Regions from separate parts of the Cricetulus griseus genome. Here region 1 is linked to region 2. A link is a contact called in public Hi-C data. All regions are on one chromosome and are shown on one strand. Each heading gives the region's core, a stretch centred on a gene start, on an enhancer-like site or on the middle of the called end of the contact. The rest is flanking DNA. Distances are from core to core; before and after follow the strand shown.

What was found. A called contact is a pair of places that touch in the nucleus more often than the background predicts.
Region 1: a Hi-C map of fibroblasts shows a contact between it and region 2, with 2.7 times the contacts expected there. The contact joins the promoter of Rnf11 here to the promoter of Cdkn2c in region 2. A contact is called at or near these places in 2 of 8 Hi-C or Micro-C datasets (the CHO-K1 cell line and fibroblasts).

What each region holds. Positions count from the first base shown.
Region 1 is chr2:40,350,362-40,353,219 of CriGri-PICRH-1.0, reverse strand. It overlaps Rnf11 (RING finger protein 11), which reads right to left and starts at 1,492. Exons shown (of 3, transcript XM_027402457.2): 1 at 913-1,492. The coding sequence starts at 1,035.
Region 2 is chr2:40,159,685-40,162,384 of CriGri-PICRH-1.0, reverse strand. It overlaps Cdkn2c (cyclin-dependent kinase 4 inhibitor C), which reads right to left and starts at 1,393. Exons shown (of 3, transcript XM_027402459.2): 1 at 1,123-1,393; 2 at 642-781. The coding sequence starts at 770.

The DNA of each region.
Region 1 (2,858 bases), core at 243-2,742, 190 kb before region 2:
ACTAATGTGCATGGAAGACCCCTGAAGAGGGTCAGAAAATCAGCGTATGTGATCACATGATGGGAAACTGGTTTACACAGAATTGAGAAAGGAAAACACAAAACTAGATAATGATGTCACCACATAAAAAACAAAGGAGACTGCCAAGTTAGAAAACCCACCTCTCTCCAGGAAAATACTGAAGAATTGCATTCAAGCCCACCTGGGAGTTTACTCAGTTATCACTGAGAAAGACTCATTCAAGAGTCTTGATAAAGAGAAGGCCTTAAGTAACAGATGTCTGAAAGGTCTCTAAAGTTCAAGATAATCAAGGTTTTATTAAATCAACTTACTTAAAAGGTGTGTCACAGGGGTGGAGCAAAAACAGGAGGAGCTTAAAATTTACCACGTATGTATATATAAACAAGTAACTCTTTATGAAGCTGAGGCTAAAATTCCCACTTGGAATTCTACCTCCCCAAGTAGATGGTAAAAAGACATTCTCCCGAACCAATTAACAAAGATAGGGTGGGAGTAGGGAGGACTATAAACGAAAACACAATTATAAAGGGGGGGGGGTGACAACCTACCCACAACCCATAATCCTGTTGGCAGTCTGTTGAGGAAATCACACAACTCAAGACATAAAGGCAGGAAAACCATGTCATCCTTAACTCTACAAGCTAACTACCAGACACTAGCCAAGGGGATATGATCACATAGTTTGATTCCTGAACTCAAGGACAGAACACCGTCCCCAAACGGTGCCCAAGGGGAAGGCAAGAAGGATCCTTCTCTAGTCGGGGACTGGGCAGCAGACACCCTCAAGACCAGCCCCGAAGGGGTCAACGCCCCCCGAGGCCAGGCCGTGGAGGCCAAGGGCAGAGGGCCCGAGCCACCTCTCCTCTCACGCCAACACACACCCTCCCGTACCTGATATGGCGGCGGCGGCTCCTGATCTGGCTCCGTCCCCTCGCCAAAGCTAGCCCGGTCGGACTGAGACTCGTGAAGCAGGGAGATGTCATCCGAGGTCGGGGATTTGAGGCAGTTCCCCATCTTCCGGGGCTGAGGTGTGTGCGTGAGATCTGGGGGAGGAAGAAAGCTGTGACCCGGTCTCCCGCACACTCAGCGGTGAGCTCGCCCGGCGCCGCGGGGTCCAAGGCGGCAGGCCCGGGGCTCAGGAGGCGGCTCCCCCGCGCCCCGGCGCCGCCGAGGGGCCACTCATGCCAGCCCCCGGGGCAGGGGGCGCGAGGCTAGGCCGCGGGCTGCGCCGGGGTCGCGCCGGGAGCCTGAGGGGGGCGGGGGCGGGGAGACGGAGCGCTTCCCCCACCCCGCCCCCCGCGAGGCGGCGGCGGCCACGGGGCTGCTGGGCCTAATCCAGGTCAGGAGGGGGGGGCGCGGCCGTCCCGGCTGCCTCAGCTGCTGCCTCAGCGGCTGTTGCCCCTGCCGACGCTGGAGCCGCGGCCTGGGGCCTCATCCTACTCCGCCTTAGCGCGGCGGCGGCAGCCAGAACGAGGCCAGCCGGGCCTACGTCACGCCGCCGTGCGTGCTCTGGCCCCGCCTCGGGCTCCTTGCTCCCCGCCCCCTGCGTGGTGCTGAGTTTAAGGTGCTGACTGTGTGTCCGTCAGTCTCGGGCGCCCCTCTGTATCCCGGCTGCACCCTGCCGGCTCGCGGCGTGAGGCTGGTCCCTTACCTGCGCAGCGTCCTCAAAGACTGTTCACTCTGTCTGCGAGGTGATGTTTATATGCCCGCATGTGAATGGATTAGGCAGATAGCTGAGGTGTTTAAACAGCTTCTTCTTTATCCTTTCAGAATAAAGTCCACACTTAATGCCACGCCCTGTGTTTCCTATCTCTGTTCTACCCTCCCGGCATCACACAGCTAAGAGATTATCAGATTGTTTCATTTCTTTCCAGTCCCACCACCCCTCAATCTAACGTTTGCAGTCGATTGATTCTCAGTCTCCCTGCATTCATCATTGCCCCCCCCAACCCTTTGAATGGTTGAGGATTTTTGTTTTTTAATGCCATATAGTTGCACTTAAAATTTCTAGTAGCTTCTCAGTACTTCCCACAGAATAATCTTAAGAAATCTGGATCTCCACGGTACACACCTTTAATCCCAACACTCGGGATGCAGAGACAGGCAGATCTCTTGAGTTCAAGGCCATCCTAGTTTACAGAGTGAGCTCTAGAACAGCCAGAGCTACACAGACAAACCATGTCTTGAAAAAAAAAAAAAAGACACCCAACAGCAGGGCGTTGGTGGGGCACGCCTTTAATCCCAGCACTAGGGAGGCAGAGGCAGGTGGATCTATGTGAATTCAAGGCCAGACTAGTCTCCAGAGCGAGTGCCAGGATAAGCTCCAAAGCTACACAGAAACACCCAGTCTCCAAACAAACAAACAAACAAACGCCTATTTTATTAGCAGTACTGTCCCCGTTTCATAAATTCTCAACTCCAACATGGCCAAAGTGCTTTTAGTTATCTCAAAGACTGTTCCCTAAGGCTGGGATTTCCACAGACAGACCCTACTTCTGACCTTCTACCCCTCATTGGGCTAATCATTATTCCCAAAAGTCCTTCCTGGATTCATTTTTGTTTGGCTAGGGAAGCTTTTTCTGACCCTCCAGTCTGGGTTAGTCTCCTCCTCGGAGTTTCCAGTCCCTGTGCCTTTCTGTGAGGTGGATCAAGCTGAATGATCTGTCCCTTCCCTGTGTAGGCCTGGCATGCTGCCTAAGGTAGACTCTTTTCCTTGGTTGAATGAACAAATAAATGGTCAAAGAGCATATGCAAAGAAAAGAAAGGAAAAGAAGACAGATGAGGCTGTTCTCCACAGTCATTCCTTCAACAAGAAGGCAAGAGGTTGACTTTGATCG
Region 2 (2,700 bases), core at 144-2,643:
TACCACCGCATGACCACGGGGAAAATAAAAACATTACTGCTTAGCTCTGATTAGAAAATTCAACTTTTTATTTCTCCTCAATCCTGAATGGGTGGGTTAGGTAGTATAGTAACTGTGGAATATACATCCTGTCCTGGTGCCCAGGCTATCCCATTCCAAACGAGGAAAGGTCGTTTGTTAAGACATGAAACAGCTTAAGGAAAAACACCCTTCCTAGTAGTCAGGGAAATTAACCTTAAAGTCAATTATTGGGAACAAAATAGGTGAAAACCACTATTAACTGTGTATTTACTTCAAATAATAATCATAATAATGTGCTTAAAGAGCTATCTAAAACAACACAGCACAAAACAAACAGATTTCGACGCTAAGACTACTTTAAAATCTTCACTGTCACAAAAACATTCCAAAAAATATGACCAAACCTAGGATTCTCTTTATACCGAGGATGTTACTGGATTTGACGAGTTTCTTCAAAGTACGTCATTTTGGGGAGTTGGATCCACTTAAAGATATAAAATATGGCAACCAAGTAGGTTTTAAAACCGTGACGATTTGTACCCCTCAAAACTTAAAAACTGTCATTTTAGAAGCCCAAGCAACCTTATTGACTCGCTTTCCCCACCTCTGTGGATACCAACCTGCAGCGCAGTTCTCCCAAATCCATTTTGAGCGTTGACGTTTACATTATTTTGCAACAAACTAGTAAGTTGCTCTAGGTCCCCCCTGGCAGCTGCGGACGCCAACTCGTTCCCCCAAGGCTCGGCCATTCTTTAGGGTCCTGACGATCGGGAAAAGACGATTAGTTGCTTCTCCTTTCCCCCTTTCCTTTGCTCCTAATCAGGCTGCATGATGGCATCGGAGGCTGACAGAAGGACTGGGATGGTTAATCTAGAGTAGAGCTTGGTAGTAAATACTAGTAAGGTCGGCCTGCCAAAAGCCCGCCCCTTGATTCACACGTGATTATTCAGCAAAACTGAGCCCATTGGAGAGGGGCTCTTCTCCTAGCTTTTTAGCTTAACCCCTAAGAAGGATTCTGGCGATTCAACAGACACATACAGACACACAGGCATTCTTGATTAATTACTCTGGACGTGAGATGCAGGCAGAGCTGTCACGTACCTAAACTTCACAGTTCTGTGAGGAGGATGTGCGGAGACGTAAGAGACTAGGTCAGCTCAGAAAACACTGCGGAAGAAAAAGTATTGGAGAGGAGAAAAGGCATTAACCCACCCTTGTTTACAATGGTGACTTGAGGCAGAACTTCAGGGACAAGTCCTCCGTAGGGCTCGCTTTCCATCCGTCTCGCCGAAGGGGGTAGTCCCAAGTGCTGCTCGCTAGGAGAGCGCCGCGGTGGCTGGATGCTGACGTGCTGTGGGGGGTTAAAGATGATCGCCCAAGGCAGACGGGAGCAGCAGTTCCGTGGCCCTCAACTCTCGGGTCTCAACGACTCCCCAGTGGGCTCGGCGTCTTCAGAAGAGCCCCCGGAGCCCGCAGCCGCAGCCCCGCCGAGCCTCAGAGGCCGTGGGAGCCGGGCAGGGCGCAGGTCTCCGGAGGCTGGTGGGCGCGCGGCAGACCCCCGCCAAGCCCGTCATGCCGGTCCCGCCGGGTCCCGGGACTCCCGGCAGCCTGAGAAAGGAGGAGGGCGGCGAAGGACGCGTCTACCGGGCTCCGGTCGCTGAGGCAGCTCGCCGTAGCATCGCGGCTGCACCGGGCCAGCTCTCCAGTAACTTCCCGCCCACGACCGAGCTAGCTCAGGCTCTGCACTGCAAGCTCTCACTGAGGGGCGGCTGTCGCCTCTGCAACGGTCTTTCCCTCCTTTCCGATTTTCCGGGGGCCTCCGGTGATGGGAAGGGTCCTTGGAAGTACGGGCGGTCTCCACAGTTCCCGGGCGCAGTCAGTCCCGCCGATTTGTTGGCGTCCGCCCAGCAGCTCGGGCGCCTGTTGCCACTTGGCCAGTTGTCCGCGGTCCTCCGGCCTGTGCCCCTAAGTCTGTACCGCGGGGACAGGGCAGCGGCTGCCAGCCAGCTGGGTCCCCGAGCCGAGCCAGGCAGCGCCGGACCCTCGCGAGCCGCAGCTGACAGTTTCTTTTGTAGTCCGATTCCCCAAAATCTCTGATCGCGGCTCTCTTCACGGCCACAGGCACTTGCGCGTCTTTCCCCTTTAGGATCTTTCCCTTCCTTCCCTCCTTTGCTTCTTTTTCCGCTGAAGCAACTGCTGCTTCGGTTGCCTCTGCAGAGACGGTGCCGGTTTCTTATCCCTTTTTTTCCGACCTCATCAGCTTTTTTTGAAAAGAAAAAAATTGAGCGCTTTTTGAGTTGAAAAACCCGCCCCCATTTTAACGGCAGAGTTTTAAGGAGGCTCCGCCGAGTTAGCGCGCCGCGGGAGCGGGAAGGCCGGGCGCCGCCCACGCCCCGCCCTCCGCCTGGCGGCGCACTGGCCGGCGGCGCGCTCGCTCCGCCCTCGCGGCCCCGCGCTCTTCTCGGCCCGCGCTGGGCCTGGGTCAGCCCGGCGGCCGCGGAGTTCCTGGCCGCCCTCCCTGCGGGCCGCCCCTGCCGAAGCGGGATCGGTGCCGCCCGGACGGGCCTGCTGGCCTGGGACCGGCTGGCTGCAGTCCGCGACGCCGATCCCTACCGGGCAGGACCCCGGTGGAGGTAACCTGGCGCGGGCTGAGGCCCTAGGAGCTCGGCGGCCCTGCTG